Linked DNA regions of Mus musculus: region 1 is linked to region 2. Evidence: chromatin contacts called from public HiCAR-type data. All regions are on one chromosome and are shown on one strand. Each heading gives the region's core, a stretch centred on a gene start, on an enhancer-like site or on the middle of the called end of the contact. The rest is flanking DNA. Distances are from core to core; before and after follow the strand shown.

Evidence for each region. HiCAR-type assays count read pairs that join an accessible place to other places.
Region 1: a HiCAR-type map of astrocytes shows a contact between it and region 2, with 4 times the contacts expected there. The contact joins two enhancer-like sites. A contact is called at or near these places in 5 of 39 promoter capture datasets (the 3T3-L1 cell line, hematopoietic stem and progenitor cells, hippocampal neurons and 2 more), 5 of 115 datasets of contacts at active chromatin or transcription factors (astrocytes, embryonic stem cells, extraembryonic endoderm stem cells and 2 more) and 3 of 9 other capture datasets (embryonic stem cells, liver and pancreatic islet).

Annotation. Positions count from the first base shown.
Region 1 is chr1:73,638,676-73,646,471 of GRCm38.p6, reverse strand. The region is part of intron 7 of 6030407O03Rik (RIKEN cDNA 6030407O03 gene); the gene reads left to right. Among named protein-coding and RNA genes, the nearest start is that of C530043A13Rik, 110 kb to the right of the region's middle. Within about 2 kb of position 3,556, at least 31 of the 459 cell types and tissues checked have an H3K27ac peak or open chromatin away from gene starts, as enhancers often do. A contact at or near this core is called in astrocytes, where this site is marked.
Region 2 is chr1:72,833,695-72,840,997 of GRCm38.p6, reverse strand. The region is part of intron 1 of Igfbp2 (insulin-like growth factor binding protein 2); the gene reads right to left. Among named protein-coding and RNA genes, the nearest start is that of Igfbp2, 13 kb to the right of the region's middle. Within about 2 kb of position 1,512, at least 19 of the 459 cell types and tissues checked have an H3K27ac peak or open chromatin away from gene starts, as enhancers often do. A contact at or near this core is called in astrocytes, where this site is marked.

The DNA.
Region 1 (7,796 bases), core at 2,307-4,806, 800 kb before region 2:
GAAAGATTGTAAGAGCCAGAGAAACAGGGAGTTTACTGTGAGATTGTATTTCCTAGGAATGTCAGAAGCCACACTTATAAAGTCTCAAACATGGCTGTCTAAACAGGAACTGAATTAGGAAAACAACAATAGACATGCTAATGTATACAGGGAAAGCCCGTATGGCCTCAACTCTAGACAAAGAACTAGAGGTAACTAAAGGATGCTAAGGGTGGGAGAAATAGTCTTTGTCAGGGAAGAGCACACCAGTTGGCTACCCAATACCAAGTGGTCAGCCCTGAAGACATACATTAGCATTATACATATATACATACATATATATGTGTGTGTGTGTGCATGTAACAGCAGTTAGTGAAAAACGGGGCCATGAAGTCAAAAGAAAGCAAGGAGTGATGTATGAGAAGGTTTGAAGTAGAGAAAGGAGAAATGATGTAATTATATCAATCTAAAAACAATAGAATAATTGGATATAGTACTACCGGAAGATCCAGCAATACCTCTTCTGGGCATATATCCAGAATATGTTCCAACTGGTAAGAAGGACACATGCTCCACTATGTTCATAGCAGCCTTATTTATAATAGCCAGGTGTCTCTTCAGAATATTTTCATTTTGGCAGTGACTCTTACACCAGAATCTTATGACTCCAGAACTCTGGGGCAGCCTCTCTGCTCATAGATGACTTACACTGCTTAGGGCTATCCACCACTCATTTATAGCGTCACTACACAGTGTTACACAGCCTAGTGCAACTGTTCTCAACATGTGGGTTGTGACCCCTATGGCAAACCTCTATCTCCAAACATATTTATGTATAATTCATAACAGTAGCAAAATTACAGTAATGAAGTAGCAATAAAAATAATTTTATGGTTGGGGGTAGGGTCATCACAGCATGAGGGACTGCATTAAGGGATCAAAGCATTAGGAGGGTTGGGAACCATTGTTCTGGTGGTGTGTGTATGTGTGTATATGTGTCTGTCTGTCTGTCTGTTTGTCTGTCTGTCTGTCAGTCATACTGTGTGGAGTTCTGAAGAGGTTGAACATGATGGGCATATACAACCAGCTCTCCTAAGTTGTTTTATATTACTTCATACCATGCTACTAAGAAAGTGGAGCCTGCATGCTTGTTCCCAGTGAGATCTGGAAAGATCTGTTTGACCAGCTAAGGCTGAGTTTTGATGTAACCCACAATGCATGCCAACTCTTTCTCTTTCAGGTGGATCACGGAGGGGAGGGGGAGGCAGAGGGGGCCTTTGATGTCTATTTGCAGTTAGAGGAAAGGAAGTGATTGCTTTTTTTCAACTGCTTCCGTGGGTGCGGGGGAATATAGTGACATTGAAAACTCATGTATCCAAGGCCTTGGACCACATTATTTTATTTAATCCTCTAACACATTTAGAGGAAACTAACAGCCCTCTGTCTTTATAATTACAGGGAAGCAGACTGAGTTTAAGGAACTTGTCTAATACAAAAGAAAAAATTATGACCAGGAACCTGAAGTGACTTAGACTTGCTGGTGCTGTGAGTCGATGTGTTCTCTCTCTCTCTCTCTCTCTCTCTCTCTCTCTCTCTCTCTCAAATTACATCTATTTAGTGTGTACGTGTGTACATGTGTTCATGTGAACGTGCCATGGGGCATGTGTGGAAGTCAGAGGAGAACTAGCTGGAGTGGGTTTTCTTCCCTCCTAGTGATTGAGTTTAGGTTGTTTGGCTTGGTGATCTGCGCCTTAAGCCACTGTTTCACAATGCTTTGTCTTGTGTGCACTTTTCTACCCAGGCCACTTGCATCTTGCCTGCCATGGTCTCAGCAGGTCTAGCTGTTGCTGTGTCTTCAGACAGGATAGAGAACAGCTGGCGTCCTCTCCGAGTGGAGTAATCCCTCTGAGACTTGAACACTGTTGTTCATTTCCTTACCTTAGTGGGAGACATTTTTGCTGGACATTTTGGAAGGCCTAACCGGATGCAGCTTTTAATAAAATATCCGTAAGCTGGAGTTAAGCCACCAGATAGCTGATGACTGCTCTTGGACAGGAAGCATGCTCAGGACCATAAAACTCAAAGGTGGAAAGAAACCCTTCCAGCAGAGGGCTCGCTGGTGGGACAGCTGCTGTTTATCTTATTTTTAAAAATGTAGCATTTTATCCCACTAAGTGGTTACAACTCCTAGTTAGTGGTAAGACATCAGTAATGTTTATATTTATTCTCAGATGTTTAACTTAAACTCAAAGGGAAGTAGTTTAGGTATAAAAAAGGGGAACACACACACCCACACCACGTAGGAGGCATCCTCCTTTGCATCTGCACTCTCATACCTACGGAATGAAATCACTTTACAATGACTTATTGTGTCACAGGCATGTTTCTGTACCCTAAGCTACAGCAGTGTCAAAAAAGAAGTCATCAAAAATTATCCTCTTAAAATAAGTGTAAAACTTCCTCAAAGAAATTGTTGTGCCTCAAAATCCCTGGCCCCCTGAAAAACTTTTCGAGCAGGGTAGAAACATTGACAAGCTCTCTAAAAAAAGACAGAAGTATCAAAACGTGACAATGCAGTAAGCATTATAATCTTGAAGAGGACCAGAAGAGATTCTCATGGTGAGAGACACTTTAGGCAACTGCCAAGAAGAAGGGCAGAAGGAAACAGGAGGAGGGCAGACTGCCAGTGCTGCATTCAGAGAGGGGAGTAAGGAAAGACAAGGGGAGACAGAGTCAGAGGCCAGCAGGCTGGGGGCTCACTGATCAGGGAATGGATTTCGGGGTGAGGGAAGCACATGGAAGAAGAGTTCCTGGGGGTATTTGAGAGTCTTTGTGAGGGAGGGGATTTGGAGAAAGAGCATAAACGCTGAAGTGTGTGCCTGGATGAGCTGAGTTAAATAATCTGAGTTTGGATTTCGTCGGTCAATCTGGGGCAATGGGTTTCAGCGAGCTGCTTTGGCCTTTGAAGGGCTAAAGAACTGGAAGGTTGTTTGGAGAACACCAGACTTCCATAATGACAGTTATTTATTTATTTATTTATTTATTTATTTATTTATTTATTAATGCTCTATTCTTGGCGACATTCAGAGCATCCTGTCCAGAAGATAGTACTTCCACCTCCTACCTGTGGAAACTGCAGAGTTAAGGACTCTTGGCAAGGAATCTCTAGTAAGTAGTTAAATCACCATTCAAATCAAGGCTTGTCTGACTCCTAAATCATTCCTTGGTTTTTTTTTTTGTTTGTTTGTTTGTTTTCTTTTTTCTTTCTGCCTTCCTTGATATTTTTAAGACTGAAGCTCTCTGAGGAGGCTGGAAGAACTGAACTCTAAAATCCGAGGTAGACCAGTTAGAACCACAACACAAATGGAATATTTTAATCCTGCAGTCCACCCCCACTCCCACCCCGCTCCCCAGTGGAGATTTCACAGTGGTCAAGGTCAGGGATGGAATTGTCAGGGCTGAGTTAAGAGAGAGACAGGATACTTAATGTAATTCGTGACACATAATCGAGTAGCCTCCTTGCTTTGACATGCAAATGTCCAAAGCAGGACATCAAACAGGCTGGCCTCTCGGCCTCAGCATGCTATTCTGGGATGCTAAGAAAGCCAGCGTGTAGCTTATTAGACCTGAAAGAACAAGTGTGAATGCAGGCTCTCACTTGCCAGGGCTTGCTCAAAAGCCATGACCAACTTACAGCTTGCCTCCCCAGATTCCTTAGTAGGCCTTAGCACTGTAGCTCCGTGGCTCTCAGTCTAGTTCCTATACCGGTGACATAACAGAGGAGGGACACAGCAAGACCAACTCTAGGATAATCATCAGGGAGTTGGGCTCTGTAAGAGGGAAGCCATAAGGCTTTGTGACAGTAGGTCAGGCTCCCACGGGACACTCTTCATCCAGTGGGAAAAGTCTGAAGCTAAACTCAAGTCTTCTGGACTCAGTTAAAGATGGTTTACAGACTTTGCCTTCTAGAAAATAGCAAACCAGGTGTCTGCTCAAAGCTGAGAGGTCCTGTGAAGACACCTGGGTATTGGGACACTACCATAATTTTTACAGCAGAACCAATGCACTTAAAGCATTGTGGTGACTGGGATCCCAGAGCTCTGTAAACTGCAGAGTTGTGATTCCCAGAGGAGACTGTGAGGCAGATCTCAGCATCAGGCTGGTCATGTGCACCTGCTCAGTAAATGGAAAGAGAATGGTTTTCTGCAAAGTAGGGTCTTAATCGGAATTTGCAGAGGCTCTGGTATTCGTTCCTGTTCTATTCACAGCTCTCAGGAATAATTCACCCAATTTACTCTTTAGGTTACCAGCAAGTGGCTAGTGTTCCTTGAGGACTGGTTGTGTTCAGGGACACACACGGGAAGGCAGATGACATAAATAACAGCGGTGTGGCTTCTCAATACTGTTCTTCCAGGTGTTATTCTTGAATCTATTAGTTGTGTGACACATGGCCAAGCTTAACTCCCAGTATCTAACAGTCACCTCACATTGAATAAATGAGGAGAAAGAAAAGAAAAAGGAAAAACAAAACAAAACAAAAAAACCCAACCCAACAACCTAAGTCTCGGACAGGAAAAGTCACCTGTCTGTGGTGGACACAGACCTAGAACCTTCCTGACCCTACCTGACCCTAGACTGTCTGGTTGGGAAATCTACGGGAGGAAGATACAGCAAAGATACAGAGGGAGGGAAGACGCCTTGGAAATCCAAACATGCAAAGATCTTCTACCAAGCGCTAGTAGAAGTTTCCTGGAGAGAACCACGTGGAAGATATTCTGGGGACCAGCCTTTTGGTGTATCACCCGAGGCCTGTTTCTGTCCAACATTTCTAAGCTGTCTCAGATGGGTTGCGCACATCCCTTGGTCACATTAGAGTCTGCTTTGGACAGGTCAGGATATGAGAACATGAAGGGCTGGCCAGAGAATGAGCGATTTAGGTTATTTTCTGGGGAGTGGGGGCGGGGGAGGATGGAGGATACTAACTTTTAGACAACTTAACAGTTTTCTCTTTAAATAAAACTCAATGCTTGGGGCTTGAGTTTTATTTTAACCATGGCGTGTTTCGCAGGGCTCTCACAGCTGATGCATTAGCGGGGAATAACTTAGCAGGCACAGGACGAAGTTATGCAGCGTGGTGGGGGGAGAGCTTCTCTAGTTCCTTGTTTTCAGTCCCAGAAGAATTGAATCTTCTGTGTAGGCTGCCTGACATAGACCATGGCCTTGTCAGTGGCTCTGGAATTAACAAAAGGGTTTTTTATTTACCCAGGGCAGAGCTTTTCTTACCTCCCTTTCCGTCCACTAAACCAGCCATGCACAGCAGCACGTACTGAGACCTCAAAGAAATCCAGCCACTGACTTAAAAGAATCCACACTGAAGGGGGCTGGAGGAGTTTAATAAGCTTGGTCTCTCCTTTTCTTCTTCTAGGATTTTTTTTTTTTTTTAACAAAACTCTCCATGTGTTTGCCACAATAAAATGCTGAAGCTGGGGGTGGGGGTGGGATAGAGATGGCCTCCTTCACAGAGTTGGGAACAGTGAGGGGTGCTTTCGGAAGGTGTTGGGAAGTGTGGATTGGCTCACAGCCAAGGAGTGGACAATTCAGAACTGCTGAAGCTTTGCCTCGCTCACAGAAAACCCTTGGCAAAGCCACAGCTTGAAATATAGGCATCCTTTCCAAGACCCAGGGCTTTACCGGCCAGTGCTTCTTTCCTTTTAGCACTGTGATCTACGTTATCTTGTTCTCCGAGTCAGAGCTGTTCACAGGAGTTGTACCCTCACCTACAGGTCTCAGCCTCTGGAAACAGCGGCAAAGGCTTCTTGCGTTGTCTGAGGTGATGGACGGATCCTTCCCTTCTGGTAGACAGCGCTGTTGATGGCAGGCATACTTAGCTTGTAAGTTTAAGTACTTTCTGAACATTCTGGAGAGTGAGGGATAGCCTGTGCGAGAGGGAGAGAGAGAGAAAGAGAGAGAAAGAGAGAGAGAGAGAGAGGAGGAGGAGGAGGAGGAGGAGGAGGAGGAGGAGGGGGAGGGGGAGGGGGAGGGGAGGAGGATGGGGGAGGGGAGGGGAGGGGAGGGAAGAGGAGAGGAGAGGAGAGGAGAGGGAAGAGAAGAAGAGAGAGAATATGCACAAACATGTACACACAGATAAAACAAACACAAAGCAATAAATATTTGCTATATGTTTCCTTGGCAAACACATTCTGTCCTGTCATTCTAATCAGTAGACTTGTGACCAATGAGAAGGTCTTTATTTACTGACCAAAGCTGACCACCAAGGGACCCTCTGAGAGTCTCATCATGGCTTATCTGGGAAGGACTATTGGAATACCTGTATAAGGAAAAGGTTATAGGACCTATGGAGTCAGGAAGCTGAGAAGGTTCTGCTGCTCCTGCTTGCATGACCTAGAGGTTCTCTGGTTATTCACCACCTTACCAGTAAGAAAACACAGGAAAATAATTCTCACCTAAAGCAAATCTTACGGAGCTGAGCTAGTTACCACTGATAGCTGTCAGTACCCAGCTAGCTCAGCTTCTGGGCACTATGTTTTCTATCAAATTAAATATTCACTTTGTTGTATCTTGGGGATAGAGAATAAAGCCAAACTCCATTATATCCCAGTGTCCATAAAACTACCTGGATCTTTGCAGTTGGTGCAGAATTTTGGCAGATAGGTATTGGGAAGACCTGTGTACCTTAGAGTAGGGAGGGGAACAAGAGGTACAATTCAGAGATGTCTTTTAGGATTAGTTAATTATCTGAGCTCTCATGAGGGCAAATGTGGTGGAGATGGGCTGGAAAGATGCCTTAGTGGGTAGAGCACTTGTACTGCAAGCCTGAGACTCTGGGTTTCAAACGATAGTTCCCCACTTAAAGATCTAGGTGTTAGGGTCATCACCTGTACTTCCAATGCTAGTGGGTGGAAACAAGAGGCTTCTAGAGGCTCAGTGGCCAGCTAGGCTCGTCAATTCATGAGCTCTAGGCTCAGTGAGAAACCCTAGCTCAATAAATAAGGTCATGAGCAATAAAGAAAGATATCTAATATTTGCCTTGGACCTATGCACACACACTCATGCGAGTACACGTACCCGTGCGCATATATGTATATACCATAAATACCCAAGAACGAACTTGTGGAGGCTGTGCAAGACTAGGAAGGTAAGGACTGGAGGAAAAGCTCGGTGGTTAAGAGTGCTTTTGCAGAGGGTCTGAGTTTAGTTCCTCACGCTTTCCTTAGGCCACTCCCAACTTGTCTCTAATTCTAGGGCTGGGATTTCCCATGCCCTCTTCTGGCCACCATGTACACACTCACATGCATGAAACCGCCAAACCACACCTAGACACATACATATACACATAGTGAATAATTAATTAATTCATTAAAATTTAAACTAGAAAGTTGCAGGCCTCCATCATGACTTGCAGGCTTCGAGACTGTCCCAGGGAACAACCAAGTATAATACCATCCTAATAGTCATGGCCAGAGTCATTAGGGGTCAGCACAGATAGACATCTAATCTCAGTGTTTCAACACAAAGCTGAATTTCCACTCTCCAAATAGCCAGTGTGACTTGGTAGGAGTGTTCCTCTAACCATGGACTCTGGGGACTGCTTGCCTTTCTGTCTTGTCACAGACCTTTCACGTTTGCCCCAGCAGGGTAAAGGGAGGTGGATGGGGCACAGTGTTCTTTTCCACGCAGATGCTAAGCTGGCAGGAATCATTTCTGACCACAGCCATGAGCTGTAGTCCAGCTGAATATCGGACACAGGTAATCAGTGGTCACCGGAAGTCTCGACCGCTGCTGAGAACCTGTGGCTG
Region 2 (7,303 bases), core at 263-2,762:
CAGCAAAAAGGGAAGATGAGGAAGAAAGATGGGGCGCGCGCGCACGCACACGCGCGAACACACACACACAGGTTCCCAGCATATAGGGGCAAATGCTCAAAACACATAGAAAACAGGTTGTGTTAGTGAAAATTTGAAGCCACTCCCTTTGGATGGCTGACCACAACCACCACACTAGCCTACACAGCAGGCAGCTAGACTCTAGCACATTCTAGGAGTCAGAAGAGAGAAAGAGGGTCCTACTTGTTTGTTTAGTTAATATTTAACCTAAAGACCTTAGTCTTTTGAAGCAACCCTGCATTCACCCCATCTTTTTCCCAATAGGTTCAAGGCAGCAGGAGCCTCTGGCTCTGAAATCCAGAACAGTTAGTTCACAGGGGTGCCTGAGTTCTGATCACTGCAGACCGAATTCCAAATGGGGTACGGTGTGCCTGATTCCTTAACTGAGTAGAGGAGTAATGTTATGGGATACGTTAGCCCCAGAGCACAGTCCAGTTTACTGAGTGACCCCCCTCTGGGTCGGCAGGTCCATCTATTCTTTGCTAACATACCCAGCTTCTACCCTCTCATTCTGTATCACCTTTGCTCCCAGAAAAGAACCCAGTCACATAACGCCTGGCATCTCTCAGACACTGCCACCACCACTGCCACATTCTAGAAGAATTTCCCCTTGTCCAGCAGACCAGCTTCTCCACAACTGACAGCCCTGCTCTCAGAACCATGCTTGAAGATGGAAATGGCTTTGTCGTAATCGCTGGATCCGCCAGCCTCAGGGGCCATCCCGTAGCTACTGCCTACTGAGCGTTAAAGAACTCAGGAAACACAGTCAAGTGGGAAACTGAGGAGGACAGCATTGTACCAAAGCAAGGCAGCAATCGCCTGGCTGAGGAATCCCCTCCATTCTTGCAGCATAGGCCCTTGAACTCCAAGGCCTGACTCAGTTCTAGTGTGGATGGATGAGCAAGCAGTGCTGGCTTCTAAGTCAGAGGAGGACGAAGGCTCTGACCCTGAACTTGCTACCCCTGGGGCCGTGAGTGAAGGCTGGGTGCTGAGCAGGATTTGACGTGAGTGCGCTGCTCATCTGTAAGTTGTGGAGTTCGACTAGGTCACCGTTTCCAAATGAAGCTACACTCAAAGCACCATCTGAAGTCTCTAAGAATAGCCCTGGACCCAAGCCCTGGGAGATCCAGAGACAACAAGCCTGGGCTACCAAGGAACCTATTTTAAACAAAAGCCCTCAATCACTGGCATTCCTGGGGTTCCATCTTCCTGTGGTTCTTCTGTAGGCTATCCTGAATGACTCACTTGGTAAAGAGAAAAAGAGACCTCTTCTATTGGAACAAGAAAACCTCAGATAAATTCTCAGCCAAGTGCCGGCCTCAGGCTTTATACCCATTGGCTCTCAGGTTTGTAGAGAAACTTATGAATGCTTACACACATGCGTCCTTGGCCTGGCCCCAGGGGCATATCTAGAGCATGGCCTTACACTGCTGCCTCATCGAAGGCTCCCCACGTGAGCACAGCCTCTCTGGAGCCTCCCTGCCGGTGCGGACTCAGAAAGGGCTGCTTTAGAAACACCAGGTTCATTCCTGGAATCGCAAAGACCTGCCGTGGGTCAGGGCTGAGGCAGACAGTTTGAGAAAACAAAAACACACTCAGATTCAGCCCAAGTCCTCTGGGATTCTGCAGGCTCAGTTGTCCTTGAAGAGTCAGAGAAACTGATATCAAGATGGCAAACAGCACTATCAGTTTTCACTTCTTCCCATGAGTCCTACTTATTTCTCCCCCAGCTCATTCACGTCATCCAGGAAGCTGGCAAAGTGACTTAGTGGCCAGAGGCCCAAGTGAGGAGTTGGGCCAGAAACTACAGGGACAAAATAAAGTATCTAACCCTCAAATTCTACACATACATAAAGTATATGTGTAAAAAAAATCTCTTTTCAACTATCTGTAGTTGGTACTGCAATTGGCAAACGAAGACACAAAACAAATAGGGTGGTATAATGGATAACAAGCAGTGGCCATAAAGGCAAGCATTTGCCTGTTTGTCAACACAGATTCAAAATCTAATATGGACAGGAGAAACTAATTTACTATTTTTCTGTGCCTGCCCCTGTCCCTATGTGTGTCTGTCTGTCTCTGTCTCTGTCTCTGTCTCTGTCTCTGTCTCTGTCTCTGTCTCTGTCTCTCCCTCTCCTCTCCGTATCCTATTTTGTTTTTCAAGACAGAGTTTCTCTGTGTAGCCCTGGTTGTCCTGAAACACAATCTGTAAGCCAGGCTGGTCTCAAACTCAAGAGATCCACCTGCCTCTGCCTCCCAAGTGCTGGGATTAAAGGTGTGAACCAATGGGGCAAGATTTTCCAGTTTACTTCAGAGAACTTGAACAATATTGATCATCCATCATACACACATCTGCATACATGCAAAACTTTGAAACTATCCATTCATCATGTGTGCAATTCTCTTTAGATTAAAAAAAAATGTACTATTTAAATACTACGCTAGTAGACAAAATAATAAGCATCCACAGTTCTGGGTAGTAGACTGATATTTTTGCTTCTTACTATTTCTAGACTTTTCTTTAAAAAAAAAAAGTCATTTCTCTGGGCCAGGGGTGTATGTAGCTCTGTGGTAAAGGGCTCGCATAGCATATACAAGGTCCTGAATCCATCTCCAGCACTGCAAAAATAAATATATATAAAATACTTCACCTTGTGCTGCCTAGTTTTATATCCACCCAACACAAGTTAGAGTTATCTAAGAAAGAGTCAGTTGAGAAAATGCCTCCATAAGATGAGCCTGTATGTAGGCCTGTAAGGCATTTTCTTAATTAGTGATTGATTTAGGAGGGGCCTGCCCACTGTGAGTGGAGATTACCTCGAGGCTAGTGATTCTGGGTTCTGTAAGAAAGCAGGCTGAGCAAACCATGAGGTCTAAGCCTGTAAGCAGCACCCCTCCATAGCCTCTGCATCAGCTCCTGCCTCCAGGTTCCTGCCCTATTTTGAGTTCCTGCCTTGGTTCCCCTCAGTGGACTGAGTGACTCATAGATCCATCTTTTTGGTATATCCCTTTGCTTCCCAAGTTGCTTTTTGGTCACGGTGTAACCCTAAGACAACTACAATCCTCCCCTCATCTATCTTATCAAACAGAGTATAAATAAACTTGGAGAGCCCTAGAGCGTTACAGACACACAGTGACACGGCAGGCATCAAGACCACTTTCAGGGGCTGATGCAATGTTGTCAGTATGGTTTGTCCATCAACAGGTCTCTACGTGGGACCCCCAACATCTCTCTGTGACCTGCAGAACTGGAGTTGAGTCAGGGAAAGGCCCAGCTAACAGTGGCAGACAGACAGTCAATGACTCAAGAAAGGCAAAAATAAAGAAAAGACGACGACTCAGCCCAGAGAACAGGACATCAAGTGTACCATGGTGCAGCGCAGATCATCGGTGGTACCGGATTCCAGCTGATGCCGAGGTAGAAATGTCCAAGGGGTAGTAAGAAGACAGCTGCTCTGTGTCCCCAAAAACAAGCAAGGGGAGAGATCCAAGCGATTACCTAACTTGGGATTTCACAAGAACAAAAATAAATGATAAACAGCAGGTAGGAAAAAATAAAAAGTGGGGGAAAAAAAAATCACACATCTCTTCTAGGAGGGCTTTTGAAGTGGTGTGGCCACCAAGGGTGCAAAGGCACTTGACTCTGACATGAAAGGCATGGCTGGATAAAACATCCTGGAAATTCAACTGTTTCTCTGGCCTCTGGCTTTGAATGCTTCCTCCCTGGTTGGTGATGCTTTTGAGGAGTCCTGGCTTTCTTAAAGAAAAATGTTATTGGGGGTGGAACTTTGAGAGTAAAGACTCTGCTTCATTCCAAGGTTCTCTGCTTCATGTTTGTAGCTCCGAGTGTAATTCTCAGCTTGCAACTCAGCTGCCCTGCTCGCCTCTTCGCTGTCATGAGGACTCTGGTCTGTCTGGGTGGTGTTTTACCACAGCACCAGGAAAGGAACTCATATGAGGACTCCCGCAAGCTGACCTCTGACTGGCATACATATGAGATCAATGACTGTAATTAAAACCAACAGAAATCCCCGAGTCTGTGGCCTCAACTCCTCCAAAGAATGGAGCCCCTTAAAGACACTAACCTTGGCTTCCACAAAGAAGCAACCTTCATTAAGTATCTTCATCAAAAGGGACCACTATGGGAGGAGATGAGCAATAGAAAGGGAACGGCAGGATACAGCTGATACGAAGGGGAGATGGGGGAAATGGGAGTCTCTGATTAGGGAGGGACAGAGATGAAAGCAGATGAAGGTGGGCAAAATAAGGGTAAGGGTGTGTTGGAAAAGGCATGAGGGATCGCACTATTTAACTATCTACTTCAAAATACCAGTAACACACAGGAGTAGGTATATGAATATACATATACAATTTAAGTAAAACTCTACATCTGGGCTGGCATGCAAGGAGAAAAACTCACGAGGTTCCAAACCTGGACCAAAACCCACAGGCAACCAAGGAATGCCGAGAGCAAAAGAAACAATCAATCTTCCCCAGGGAAAATTCACTTATCGGTGATCCAAAACCAAACGGTCAGCCCTGAAAACATACATACCAGGAACATTATAGTCTGAGCAGGTTATACTTATATATTTAAGAATGTACATATATCGCCGGACACAGTGGTGCATGCCTTTAATCCCAGCACTTGGGAGGCAGAAATCCGATTTCTGAGTTCGAGGCCAGCCTGGTCTACAGAGTGAGTTGCAGGACAGCCAGGGCTACACAGAGAAACCCTGTCTCGAAAAACAAAAAACAAACAAAAAAGAATGTACATATCTCTGTGTGCATATATACATAGATATATGATATATATATATATGATACATATGTATATCACAATTTTTTTAAAATTTGAAAGAGAGCAAGCAGCAAGGGTGGTCATGGTATGTAGAAAGGCTTTAATGGATGAGAAGAAAGGGAGAAATGATTTATAACCTCAATAAATAAATTAAAAAGTTCGAGTTTCTGAGGTCACATGTTTTCTTCTTCCTCCAGACTTAAGGAGTATTATTTCCCACCAAACTTGACTCTCTCTGCGTGGTTTCTGCCACTGTAAAGGGAACCTAAATCTTCCTAGAGCTTTGCTCAAAGGCCCAGTCCCCTGCCTTAGATTCACAGACATCTCCTCTGACTTTGTTACTTTAAACTGTTTGTCTTGTGCTCTGGGAACGATAACAGTAGTATCTTTACAAAGCAAGGCTAACTTGTGCACGGCATGTACTCCTTTGTGGCTTGAACATTAGAAAGTAGAGAAATGCTAAGAACCCCTCATGGCTGCCCTAGTGCACCTTCCTAATTCACTGTTTTCTTGTGCACCCACCCACTGTCCATCATCCTCCAGGCCCCACGGCAGCAAGAGTGGTTAGGGACGTGTGCTTCTACCAGGGCTTACATCCAAGCCATTGCCCGTACTTGATTCTGAGGATGTGATGCCACAGTCCCAGGCCAAGAAAATGATACCCACTGACCTTCCCAAACACTCCTCCTCCACTTCACCCTACTGCAGTGCTCCTCGGTCTCCAGAGCACCACTCCCAGATACTCCACACTGACACACTGAACCCAGGGGAACAAAAATGAACTGTAAAGCCTGCGAGGATGTCCAGGCTTGCCTGCCAGCCACACTCTCAAACCAGCACACCAGTGTCCTGAATATAAATAAGTGTCTTTAAATAGGTCACCGTGCATCCCTCTTGCTTCACTGATTTGTGACTGACCTAATGCTACATCAGATCCCATAGCCATCCTTGACCCTGCTCTCTTGGTTTAAGAAGTAGCAAGCCAAACCAGAGACAAAGGGTGAGTACGACCTTAAGCAAGAATTCTCAAGTCTAGGCTGCGGAGATGGTTCAGTGGGTCAAGGTACTTGCTGAAAACCATGGTGTCTTAAATTTGATCCCCAGAGCCCACATAAAGGTAAGAGAAAAACAACTCTACAAAGTTGTTCTCTGGACTCTACATGTGCTCCGTGGCACAGACAACTCCCTAGACAGACAGCAGACGCAGACAGACAGACAGACACACACACACAAAAACACCAAAATAATAAGATTTTAAAGAGAATCCTCTTTTCTGGGATATTTCTTTTGATGGCCATCAAGCCATCAAAAGAAACATAGTTAGGGAAGATTTCAGTGGTCATGACTGCCCATAGGAAATCCTCAGACTTGAAGCTCTGGAGTCACTGAAAGCTTTGTCAAGCAAAGGGGGCTATGCAATTAACTGCACCCTTGACATATCTTCCTTTTTTCTTTGCATGTATGGAGAGGTAGGTGTGGGGGGGGGCTGTGTGGGGGTGTGGGGGGGGGGGTTGGGTGTGTGTAGGGGTGGGTGGGAGTGGGTGGTGTCTCTGCTTGTATTCGAGACCTCCTGTCTCATTTCCTGGAGACTGACTCCTTCTTTGGACCTGAAGCTTGGTGGGTTTCCACTAGGCTCACTGACCAACAAGCCACAGTGGGTGACCCTATTGTCTCTGTCCCCTCCCTTACGTTATAAGCACTTGTGGTTGCTTTAAGCTTCATTTTTATTTTTATATTTTAACACGTGGGTGCTAGTGATCCAAACTCAAGACCCCACATAGCAAGTGCTTCTTACCTACTGAGCCAGCTCCCAGCCTTCCCCCTCCACCTATCAGAATCCTTAAGATGACCAATCAGACTTCATCTAAACAGACAGTGGTGGCTGCCTCCTGCTCTCTGCTGAGATTAGAAGAGAAAAAAGAAGGAAGAGATCGGAGTGTGGATAACATCATTTGGATATTTGAGTCTCTGTGCCAAGTCATTGTATGCATGACTCCATTTATTACACAGCCACAAGAGGTTGGTGATTTCTTACCCCACTATCACATTCAATAAGAGCCTTGGAGTTTGAAGGCCAGCTGCACAAAGCCATCTTACCAGAGGCAGGGCCCAAAACCCAACCCAGGTTGCCGGGCTACACAGCTCTTAGCTCCTCAGAATGCCTTCTGATCATTGGATCACTTAAGGAAAGGTGACCAAGACATATCAACCCCTAGGAAGGGGGTTACCAGTTAATATGCCAGGTGGGCCCATCCAACCACAAAAGCCAGTGAACCCAGCCCACTTGATCCTTCAGCCTGCCTGGCACAGTACCCACCACTGTTGGTATAAAACCAGTCAGTGGTATCAGTTACAGGGAAGATCCCAGGACACAAGGCAACTGCTATTCTTGGTCTCTTCTTGGCCTCGGGCAATTCGGAAAGCAAGTTCGTCATCCAGGAG